2 separate regions of the Danio rerio genome follow, and region 2 is linked to region 1. Evidence: chromatin contacts called from public Micro-C data. All regions are on one chromosome and are shown on one strand. Each heading gives the region's core, a stretch centred on a gene start, on an enhancer-like site or on the middle of the called end of the contact. The rest is flanking DNA. Distances are from core to core; before and after follow the strand shown.

What was found. Hi-C and Micro-C count contacts between places; a contact is called where the count stands out from the background.
Region 2: a Micro-C map of caudal fin shows a contact between it and region 1, with 17 times the contacts expected there. The contact joins two enhancer-like sites. A contact is called at or near these places in 3 of 18 Hi-C or Micro-C datasets (caudal fin, hematopoietic stem cells and an unstated tissue).

What each region holds. Positions count from the first base shown.
Region 1 is chr6:50,696,361-50,702,664 of GRCz12tu, forward strand. phc2b (polyhomeotic homolog 2b (Drosophila)) reads left to right here. Exons shown (of 15, transcript NM_201202.3): 3 at 3,105-3,263; 4 at 3,358-3,435; 5 at 3,573-3,734. The region is part of intron 2 of LOC141386356 (a long non-coding RNA gene); the gene reads right to left. Among named protein-coding and RNA genes, the nearest start is that of phc2b, 14 kb to the left of the region's middle. Within about 2 kb of position 3,676, at least 3 of the 62 cell types and tissues checked have an H3K27ac peak or open chromatin away from gene starts, as enhancers often do.
Region 2 is chr6:50,768,443-50,774,746 of GRCz12tu, forward strand. cttnbp2nla (CTTNBP2 N-terminal like a) reads left to right here. Exons shown (of 5, transcript XM_003198835.6): 3 at 1,118-1,390; 4 at 3,225-3,332; 5 at 3,878-5,758. The coding sequence ends at 4,858. LOC141386357 (a long non-coding RNA gene) reads right to left here. Exons shown (of 3, transcript XR_012408209.1): 3 at 216-1,367. Among named protein-coding and RNA genes, the nearest start is that of wnt2ba, 13 kb to the right of the region's middle. Within about 2 kb of position 3,274, at least 28 of the 62 cell types and tissues checked have an H3K27ac peak or open chromatin away from gene starts, as enhancers often do.

The DNA of each region.
Region 1 (6,304 bases), core at 2,426-4,925:
AACAATATTTTATAATTATTATAATATATAACAATTTAAAATATTCAAATAATTTCAGTTTCACCAACGGCATTCACTTAGTTGTGATGATTTTGCATACATAATATGCATACATACTGGACATATTATAATATTATTATAACATGTATTTTTTATCAATCAACTTTATTAATAACATATTAAAACCATATTGTATGACTATTATAATATATAACAATCCAAAATATTCAAATAATTTCAGTTTCACATTCGGCATTCACAGTTGTGATTATTAATTATGTATTAAAATATGTACACATAATATGCATATATATATATATATATATATATATATATATATATATATATTATAATAGAATTGAAATATGTCATTTTTATTAATGCACTTTATTAATAATATATTAAAACAATATTTTATTATAATATATTACAATCCAAAATATTATAATTATTTCAGTTACACTACTGGCTTTCACTTAGTTGTGAGTATTATATATATATATATATATATATATATATATATATATATATATATATATATATATATATATATATATATATATATATATATATATATATATATATATATAAAATATGCATACATACATATTATTATATAATTATAATATGTATTTTTTATTAATCTACTTTATTATTAGCATAATAAAACCATATCTTATAATTATTATAAAATATAACAATCCAAAATATTTACATAATTTTAGATTCACCATCTGTGTACACTAGTTGTGATTATTAATTATGTATTATAATATGTACACATAATATGCATACATACTTATTATTATTATTAATCTACTTTATTAATACCATAATAAAACAATATTTTATAATTATTATAATATATACCAACCCAAAATATTTTAATAATTTTAGTTTCACCATCGGCGTTCACTTAGTTGTGATTATTAATTATGTATTATAATATGCACACATAATATGCATATATATACTTATTATTATTATTATTAATCTACTTTATTAATACCATAATAAAACAATATTTTATAGTTATTCTAATATATACCAACCCAAAATATTTTAATAATTTTAGTTTCATCATCGGCGTTCACTTAGTTGTGATTATTAATTATGTATTATAATATGCACACATAATATGCATATATATACTTATTATTATTATTATTAATCTACTTTATTAATACCATATTAAAACAATATTTTATAGTTATTCTAATATATACCAACCCAAAATATTTAAATAATTTTAGTTTCACCATCTGCATTCACTTAGTTGTGATTATTAATTATGTATTATAATATGTATAAATAATATACATACATACATATTATAAAATAATAATCTGTATTTTTTTTATTAATCTACTTCTTTAATAACTTCTTAAAATCATATTTAATAATTATAATATATACCATAAACATTTATCAAACAGGCAAATACAGTATATCTGTTGTCAGACTTGTGCACTTTTTAGTGATTACGAGGCTCATATCTGAGAATAAAATAGAATAAAATAAGAAACTATTATCAGTATTTATACTGAGATCTAGCTTTAAAGTTTGAGACATTATTAAGATCTTTTCAAAACCTCTAAAGCAGACTCTAATTATTAAATATATATATATATAAATTGCAACATTACATACAGTATACATGCATTATATAACAAATACATAATATAAACACACTGTTGACAATGCACTGCAGACATAACAGAGATCAGACAGGTTTAAACTCAGTTCAGACTGCACTTTAGACCAGGGGTCAGGATGCCTGTTGCCTAGCAACTGTGCAGTTGTGGGCAGTTCAGTGAGGACATAAAGGATGAGACAAACGGAAATGCATGATGTTGGAGAACGTATTATAGTCAGGAGAAAAATGACAGAAAAGCACCGTTAGTGATGAGAACGATGCACTTACAGAATCTACACTATCTGCTCAAATAACTGTACAGGTATTTCAGCATTTTGTTTTGATTTTGCTTGGAATGCTTTTCTGAATGTAATGTTGTTATGGGATGCTAGCTCAAGATCAGTATTACAGAACAAATGTTAAGCAAGGTTCATTTGTTGTCCACATTATTCATTATTATGAGATAACATTACTATGAAAGTATCAAAGTACACAATTAGCATTTACATTGGATGTATTTTGGTTGTGATTTTTAATGAAATCTCATAAAAATTTAAAAGGTTTTCGATGCAATTTTAGTGTATTACTGTTTTCTAAATTGACCACGGTTTATGCCTTGCAATACTTGGGTTAAAATAAAACAGCTTCAAATTAAATTAGTATTAGGATAATGCAATATTGAATATATTAAATGTTAAGGCTGACAAAGAAAGCGAAATCAGCAATGAAAAACAACAGAATCTGCATCTTTTTAGGCATGTTGCAGTTCACTTTCTAATCAAAAGGAGGAGACATATGCAAAGTATTGAGAATGAGCATGCTGGAACAAACCAATAAGGCTGCTCAGTGAATATTAAACAAACAGGAATGCAGTTGACAGACTTTACACTTACAGACCTGATGTTTAATGCAAAATCTCAGATATTTCTCTGAACCTTGTGTGATTAAAAAAATGAGAGATAACGTAACACAATAAGGAGAAACACAGCTGTTAAATTAGTGTAAATGAATGTAGACAAAATAATGATGAAAAATTGGTCTTTAATATACTGAATGAAAAAAAAATCTGACTATACATTTAATACATACATATATATATATATATATATATATATATATATATATATATATATATATATATATATATATATATATATATATAAATGTATATATGTATATATATATATATATATATATATATATATACACACACACACACACTCACACACACACACACACACACATATATATATATATATATATATATATACATCTAAACTTATTATATATATATATATATATATATATATATATATATATATATATATATATATATATATATATATGAGAATCTTATCTTAATTTAAAGTTTCCTTATGCTCTCAATCGAACCTTCTTGCTCTGCATTTAAAGCCCTTGGCATATTAATGAATGCTAATCTGATTTCTCTGCCTGTCTTAAATGGTAGGTGATCCAGCAGGCTCTGAATAGGCAGCCCAGCACCGCAGCGCAGTACCTGCAGCAGATGTATGCAGCTCAACAGCAGCATCTGATGTTGCAAACAGCAGCCCTGCAGCAGCAGCACCTCAGCACAGCACAGCTTCAGAGCCTCGCAGCAGTCCAGCAGGTGACTTAACCATGCGTAGACATATACCAACGCATACACATAATGCACCTAAACACACTTTACTCTTTGTGACTAACATGTTTCTATCACTCAGGCTAGTTTAGCAGCCGGTAGACAGAGTTCAAACCAGAATGGGACCTCATCTACTCAGAGTGGATCATCACAGACGACAGTAAGCTTATTTATTTGGATGCATCTATACTAAAATTGTCATATATTTATGTTGTAATGGTTGCAATATTCTGTTTTTGCATGTGACGTAACATATAGGCTTCTCATGTCACAAGTCTGGCTCTCTAACTCCCACAGATTAATTTAACCACATCTCCTGCTGCCGCTCAGCTGATCAGTCGTGCCCAAAGTGTAAACTCCGCCCCATCTGGGATTTCCCAGCAAGCGGTGTTGCTTGGCAACGCCTCGAGCTCCACCCTGACAGCCAGCCAAGCTCAAATGTACCTGCGGGCACAGATGGTGAGCACACCTGCTTACCTACAAACACAAGAGTTTCTAATGTTTGTGGAGCTGCTTTATGTACACTCACCGGCCAGATTATAAGGAACACCTGTTTAACTGCTTGTTAATGCAAATATCGAATTGGTGGATCACGTGATAGCAACTCAATGAATTTGAGAACGTAAACATTTGCTAAAATTCAAACTGATCAACAAAATGGGGAGGAAAGATGATTGAATTGAATTTATCGGGTTTGTTCGTGTCATACATACTGTAAAGACTGGTCTAAATATTTCAGAGACGGGATTTTTACCCAGAAACATCTCTAGGGTTTATAAAATAATGTCCGGTGAGTTGTAGTACTTGTCGGATGACAATGTCCAGGCAGGTTCAAAATGACAAAATGCAAATGTAACTCGCATAACCACTTACATCAAACCTTGAAGCAGACAAGCTACAGCAGCAGAAGTAGAGCACAAACTGAGCCAACAATTCATTCATAGGCCTAACCACCAAAAGTGAACAACAGAAGTCTGGAGAAAGCTTGCATTGTCTGTTAGGGCTCTATTTTGACGGTCCATGCGCAAAGCGCAAAACGCAGGGCGCAAATGCTTTCAGGGCGTGTCAGGACGCGTTTTTGCTAATTTAGGGACGGGAAATCATGCCTTGCGCTTCGGCGCATGGTCTAAAAGGGTTGAGTTTATTTTCTTAATGGGTTATAGGTGTGTTTTAAGAATAAACCAATTAGAGTCTCATCTCCCATTCCCTTTAAGAGCCAGCTGCGTCGCACCAAGAGCGCATTCGCTATTTACAGGATGCAAAGTAAGTCTAAGTGGAAAAATGAGCATTTCACAAGCAAACAGTTAACAGTTGACAGTTTTTTAACAGAAAGCTGTTAAACAGAGCATCTACTGCATGAGAATGAGAGATAATGGATCACTTTCACTTTCACTCTTGGATAGGGAAACCTTTACGCACAGACATCAATTAGTCTATAAATAAATAATTTTGTTTATTAAGCGCAAATATTCGTTTCAAAACTATTTCTAAATTCAGTTCTTATTTCCAGCAAACGAATAAATGAATAATAATAGCAAAATGTGCTCAAAAACCTGAGTTATATCCTAAAACACATGCTGTGCCCCATATGGTCTAAAACCTGACAGGTGGGCAAATCTAAGCTTGCTTTTAATAAAACAAATATACATATGGATATAATAAATAATACTGCTAATAATAATAACATTATACAAAAGCAAATTATTGTGAATGAACTAAAAAGCCTCCTGAGATGAGGAAGACATAAAAGCAGTGATTTTTCATATTTATGTAGGCTAGAAAATAATATGTTTTGTAATATTTTAATCCTTTATATTTATATTCTATATCTATTCTTATTATATCCTATATATATATATATATATATATATATATATATATATATATATATATATATATCCTTAATATTTACATTTTTTATATGTAAAGATATTTGCCTATTGCTCTCTTGTGCGTATTAAGCAGTGGGTAAGCGAGGCGCAACTCTGTGCCGGAGTTTAGACCAGGTTAGTTTTGGTCTAATGAAAAATCTATTATAGTTTCTTAAAATAGCAACACGCCAGCAGTCTGCCTCAGAACGCCTATGGGGGCACAAATGAGCGCTAATGCATTTGCTATTTAAACAGTGTAGCGCAACGCCTCAAAACGACTCTTGCGCCAAGCTTAAACTACCAAAAGACTACTGCGTCACGCCTTGCGCCACACTGCGCCGGGTGTATGATAGGGCCCTTAGTCTTTATTTTTGGATGCTAGGGTCAACATTTAGCCTGAAAACAGATCCATCTGCCCTTATTTAAAAGGTTCAAGCTGGTGCAAAAATAGGTTAGTTTTTCTTTATACACTTTGGACCCATCAGAAGCAACAATTTAAGCCATTGTTTAAACTCCACAGCCTACCTGAGTATTGTTGCTATCCATCCCTTTATGACCACAGTGTACTAATATTACGATGGCTACTTCCAGCAGGATACTAGTAAACAGTCAAGTAACAGCTTAAATCATCCTAAACTGGGTTCTTGAACATGACAATGAGTTCGCTGTTCTCAAAAGGCATCCACATTCAGCAGACCTCAATCCAATAGTGATGTACATGGAGATCTGCACTTTTCTCGGTATTAAATCTTTACCAGTTACATTATGCTCTCATGTCAATGTGGCATAAACATTTTGGAAATTCGTCACCTTAGAATTCTAAGGTTCTATCCGACATTTTTGTCAAAATTGAGATATTGACATATTTTTATTAAATGACAAATTATTTACATTATGGGATGTTTTTTTTAAGTTGTTCACATTTTAAGACTTTTTATTTAAAAAACAAATGTTACACACACACTGTTTGCTATGGAATGCAAAAACTTTAAAGCTCATTATCTCAAAATCATTCAGAACGCAGATAGAACCTTATAATTCCAAGGTGACGAACTGTTTCCAACAATTGATGAAATCAAATCCATAAAGAATCAAGAGCAAGTACTATCAAGGTGAAGCTAATAAAGTGGCTGGTAAGTGAATATTATAGATTCCTAA
Region 2 (6,304 bases), core at 2,024-4,523, 72 kb after region 1:
CAAAGGGCAAACATTTTTCCATATTTGTATGGAGATATGTTTATATATGTGGTGGCAGCAAACATGAAGGGTTTAGAATACAAATAGAAGTTTCTTTATGATCTTTCTGCTTAAATAAAAACTCATTATACTTTTGAATGATTGTTATTTTTATTATTTATTATTATTATTATTATTAAACACTACAGTATTACAATGAAATAATCGTTTTTGTTGCATCTTTATCATTTTAATGAATTATTAAATGTGTAAAAATAGATGCGTTTGCCTATTTTTTCTGCCTGTTATTTATTTATTTTTATGTTTTACTGAAATAATGTACATATAGTGTGCCGACATATAGCACTGAGGTGCTCACGGTGACCCGAGTTCGAGTCCCTGCTCGAGGTCCTTTGCTGATCCTTCCCCCCTCTTTCTGCTCCTTATGTTTTCCTGTCTCATCTCTACTGTCCTGTATAATAAAGGTGAAAAACCCCAAAATATATACTAAAAAATGGAACATATGGCCAATAAATTTCCCCCACTATTAACAAGCTTGGCTAAATGTTTTAGGCTATGTCAGCAGAAGTTATTGTTTTGATTGGAAGCAACAAAAATAACCCATAAGTTCCCATTAATACCAAAATAACTAATCTCAAATAGCCATTTCATGTAAAAAGATTGTATAAATTTCAATTTTCCATCATCTCTTTTATTCATTTTCCTTCCACTTAGTCCCTTATTTATCAGGGGTTGCCACAGCGGAATGAACTGCCAACTATTCTGGCACATGTTTTACACAGCTGATGCCCCTCCAGTCACAACCCAGTACTGGGAAACACCCATACACATTTACACACGCACTCCTACATCACGGCCAATTTATTCAATTCACCTGTACCGCATGTCTTTGGACTGTGGGGGAAACCGAAGCACAAAAGGAAACCCACACCACATGGGGAGAACATGCAAACTCCACACACAGAAATGCCAACTGGCCTAGCCAGGACTCGATCCAGCAACCTTCTTGCTGTGAGGCCATCGTGCCGCCCCTTCCCATCATTTCTTTAAACACTAATGCGCAGAAATCTAATAAACCCAAAATGTGATGAAATAAACCCCTCTTCTTTCACTATAGGCCCAGCATAAAGATTCATACGTGTGTGAACGATACGGAAAATACAACCTGAGTGACCCGTTCCTGGCCCTGCAGAGAGACAGCGAGACCCTCCAGAGCTCCAGCCAGACCAGAGAAGACAGAGCGAGTTCATCTCAGAGACGGGATGGGGTTTGTGGGGCCAAGGCTCGTTCAGATCCTTTAGCGGTGCTGAAGCTGGTGGTGGGACACTGCAGGCGGATGCAGGAGAAGATGTTGAAACAGCTGGCGGCTGCAGAGAACAGACACAGAAGGGTGAGTTTATACTCCACTTACACTGAGATTAAATGCATCACGATAATAAACATGGATTGTTATCATAAACACTTCAAAATATGTGAATAATTATTTAGCATTTAAACTTTTAGAGGGTCTATATATTCAGATTGCAGAATTTGATGCTTAATACATTAACCTGGCTTACGACATTGAAAGTAATCTACGTAAAGGCTAGGGCTGCACGATATTGGAAAAATCTGACATTGCAATATTTTGTTCTGCTGTGATATGATATCAACTGGGATGATCAAGACTTTTTTCTATGCAATGTATCCGATTAAATTTGAATAAATTATGAGTATATAAAGCAAAAATAAAAATGAATGAAACTGTGCTTTATGGTTTTTTGGGGAGTGTATCATATTCAAGTGCAAAATTATTATTATATTTTTATAAATAATAAACATGTTCATCATTGTATAAATAAAAATAATAATAATTATTATTATATTAGTATAAGTAATAAACATGGTCATCATCGTATAAATAATAATAATAATTTTATTAGTATAAATAATAAACATGGTCATCATTGTATAAATAATAATAATTATTATTATATTAGTATTAATAATAAACATGGTCATCATCGCATAAATAATAATAATAGTTATTGTTATTATATTAGTATAAATAATAAACATGGTCATCATCGCATAAATAATAATAATAGTTATTGTTATTATATTAGTATAAATAATAAACATGGTCATCATCGTATAAATAATAATAATAGTTATTGTTATTATATTAGTATTAATAATAAACATGGTCATCATCGTATAAATAATAATAATAGTTATTGTTATTATATTAGTATAAATAATAAACATGGTCATCATCGTATAAATAATAATAATAGTTATTGTTATTATATTAGTATAAATAATAAACATGGTCATCATCGATAAATAAAGGTTCATTCAAATATTTTAGATAATAAGTTAACAATAAATCATGAATAACATTATGGATATATAATGTTTTGCATGAATAAGATTTTAAAAAATGTAAATACTTTCACTCGAAGAATCATCGACGAGCAAATCATTATGAACACTGTTGTGTTATAAATGGGATTGTTTATGTTTTTAATGTAAGAAGTTCATTTTAAAATGTAAAACAATATATATGATTATTAATACAATTAAATTGTTTTTTTATATAAATAAATAAGGAAACTACCATGGGAGCTTTAATCTAATAGTTAGGTTTATTTACCTTCAGCCCACCACACTTAATAAAGTTTGGCCCTTCATAATAAAAGTTTGCACCTGATGAAAGCATGATGTTGAATTAATTTCTTAGTTAATGCATGATGACACATTAAAATCTAAAATCGTAATCGCTTTATTAAATGTTAATAACCAATTCAGTTCAGTTTTTTAGCACATCTACGATATTGCTATTTCACTCTGTTGATTTTAATCCAATGACTAGTAAGACTATACTGTAGTGTGACCTGTTTTATTTTATAATCCCTTTGCAGTTTAAATTTAAACTTTGAAACATGTATATGTAATAAAGCAACACACTAAGCTTTATTGTGATTATACCTGTTAAAGTAATCTTTTTAGTCAACATTGTGCTAATACCATATATAGTGATAAAAGCTTCAGTGAATAATCATAAGAACATTTGATATCAGCAGAAGCCTGGTTTACACTGTATAAAAGCCACTGTCTTCAATACTCATAATGCTCATTTCAATTGGATTTAGCGGAGTGTGTATCAGGTTAAGAAGAGATTGGATTGGTTTATCATCAGCTCATCTCTCTGTCATTCTGTCGCCCCTGTGTGGTGCTTTCAGGTCATCGCTGATCTGGAGGAGGAGAAGAGGAAGCACGCTGAAGATACAGCAGAAGGAGATGACGTCACTTACATTCTGGAGAAGGAGCGAGAGCGCCTCCTGCAGCAGGTGCACAGGATTACTGTCATCTTGATTTGAGTTACTGCTAGGGTGCAGGCTTTAATCCTAATCTAGCCGAGTGTTTTTGTTTTGTTAAAATATACATATATTATTAGTACTTATAAGGGTTGTCGCTTATACAGTATCTACCGCCTTGATGACAGGCAAATAGTTTAGTTTAGTTGAAAACTCATGATATAAGGATCATGCCCAACATATGTAGCTATTTTCTATTTATATCTCCTTTGAAATATGGTATCACAAAAATATGGACTTTCCTCTATGACTCCCATTCAGTTTAGTACTTCCTGCCCTCCATCTGAATTTCGCGCATTACCACAACCACATGATTCAAAACAACCTATAAGTTGACAATTTTTACTCCATTTTTTCTAACAAATATAGCCTTGTTGAGCAGAGAGACTTTTCGAAATCATTATAAACCGACCCCAAACTTTTGACTTGAGTGTTTCTGTTTTCTTGTAAATGTATAAATCTGTCAATGTATTTCCAACTAATTTGTGTATTTTTTATCTTTATATACACTTGTTTAGTTAGAGTTTGAAAAGTCGAAGACGTCCCGAATGGAGCGTGAGAACAAGCGGCTGCACGATCAGCTGAATGAGCAGCAAGTCCAGCAAAAACAGCTCATGACGGCACTGAGTCGGGAGTGCAAACGCTCCGGCACCCGTGCTTACGAGGAGTCCCAGCGTGCTGCCGAACTCAGCCAGCGACTCGAGCGCGAGCGAGCTGCCAATCAGACTCTGAGGGCGGAGCTTGAAGAGGAAAAGAAGAGGGCTATGCAGATGGAGGCGAGACGAGAAGAGCTGCTGGCAGAGTTCGACACTGAAAGAGAACAGCTCGGGCTGAGATTACGAAAAGAGGAAGCACGCTGTAACGCACTACAAGAAGAATTAGAGACGTTAGGGAAAGAGACAACAGATTCAGTCAATGGCCACCACATTTCTATGGTGGAAGATGCTGAGAAGCCGAGTTTGTTAAGCAATGGGACCACTTCACAAGCCTCTCAATCCCCAGACATACAAGCTGCCTATCAGGCCGGCATCCACCAGCGCTTCCATGCAGCCCGTCACAAGTTTCAAGGCACCAGTGATCAAGATCCAAACCCTGTTTCTTCTACTATAAACTGTCCACATGACATTTCGCCTTGTCCAACTTCACCAGATATCATTTCTTCAAAACAAGCCCCCCGTGGCACCATGCTCAGTCGCTTTAGCACTCCTCAAAGTCCCAGCAAATCAACATCTTCAAACAGTTCTCCTTTCGGCACTGATTATCGTGCTGTGGTCCAGTCTGGGATGTTGTCTCCAACTATCAGGTCTCCGACTATACCCAGAGCGGACAGAGGGATCCCGCCTCCAATCCCACCCAAAAAACCAGGCCTGGCCGAAACGCCGCCTTCTCCTGCCACCCTGCGAGCTGCTCACTTTGCTCATATGACTGTCGGTTGCGGACGCAACAGCAGCTCGGAGAACAGCAAAGAACCAGATCTGATGCTGTCATCTAGCAGCTAGCAAGCGCAAATCAACAACTCGATCCTGTCAAACACTGCTGATTTTTTAAGGGACTTTTCCAGGTTTTGAACAAATATTTGGTAACACTTTACTATCCTAATTAACTACTAGTTAGCTGTTTATTAATAGTTAGTAGGGTAGAAGTTGGGAATGGGTTTTGGGTAGGATTGAGGATGTAGAATACAATCATACTTTATAACTGCTAATGACAGTTCATATCTTAACAATAGGCAGGTGATAAGCCAGTAGTTAATAGCATGTATTATGACCTAAACTAAAATGCTACCAAATATTTTAGAACCATACGTTTAAGTAACTCTGTACTTTTATTATATTTCGATTAAGGCATGTTGATTATATGCATAATTACATTATGTGTTCAGTCAATTATTATGAGAATAATCAGCATTTTATCTCTGACAATCACCAGCTCCTGTAGATAGTTTTATATATTGTTTTTCTGCTAGATATTTATACATCTTTACACTACAAATAAAACATTTGGGTTCACTAAGTTTAGTTTTTAAGAAAATCCTTTATAATGCTGCAAAATTGATTTCTATTTCAATTAAAAGTAAATAATTCTGAAAAGTGTTACAGTTTCCAAGCAGCGCACCCGTTTTCAACATAAATAATAATATAATCAAATAACTTTTGAGCACCTAGTTGGCATATTATAATGATATCTGAGGGATTATTTTTCACTGAATATATATATATATAAAACTGAACTGAATATATATATTATATTTATATTTATACATGCACAGTTGAAGTCAGAATTATTAGCCCCATTTATTAATTTTTTCCCGATTTCTGTTTAGCGGAGAGATTTTTTTAACACATTTCTAAACATAATAGTTTTAATAATTAATTTCTAATAACTGATTTATTTTATCTTTGCCATGAAGACAGTACATAATATTTGACTAGATATTTTTCAAGACACTTCTATACAGCTTAAAGTGACATTTAAAGGCTTAACTAGGTTAATTAATTTAACTAGGCAGGTTAGGGTTATTAGGCAAGTTATTGTATAATCATGGTTTGTTGGGAAAAAATATAGCTTAAAGGGGCTAATCATTTTGTCCCTAAAATGCTTTTAAAAAAAATTGAAACTGCTTTTATTCTGGCCAAAAGAAAAAAAAAAGACTTTCTTCAGAATAAAAAATATTATCAGACATACTGTGAAAATTTCCTTGCTCTGTTAAACATCATTTGGGAAATATTTAAAGAAGAAAAAAAAAATCATAGGGGGGCTAATAATTTAGACTTCAACTGTGTGTGTGTGTGTGTGTGTGTGTGTGTGTGTGTGTGTGTGTGTGTGTGTGTGTGTGTGTGTGTGTGTGTGTATATATATATATATATATATATATATATATCTATATATATATATATATATGTGTGTGTGTGTGTGTGTGTGTGTGTGTGTGTGTGTGTGTGTGT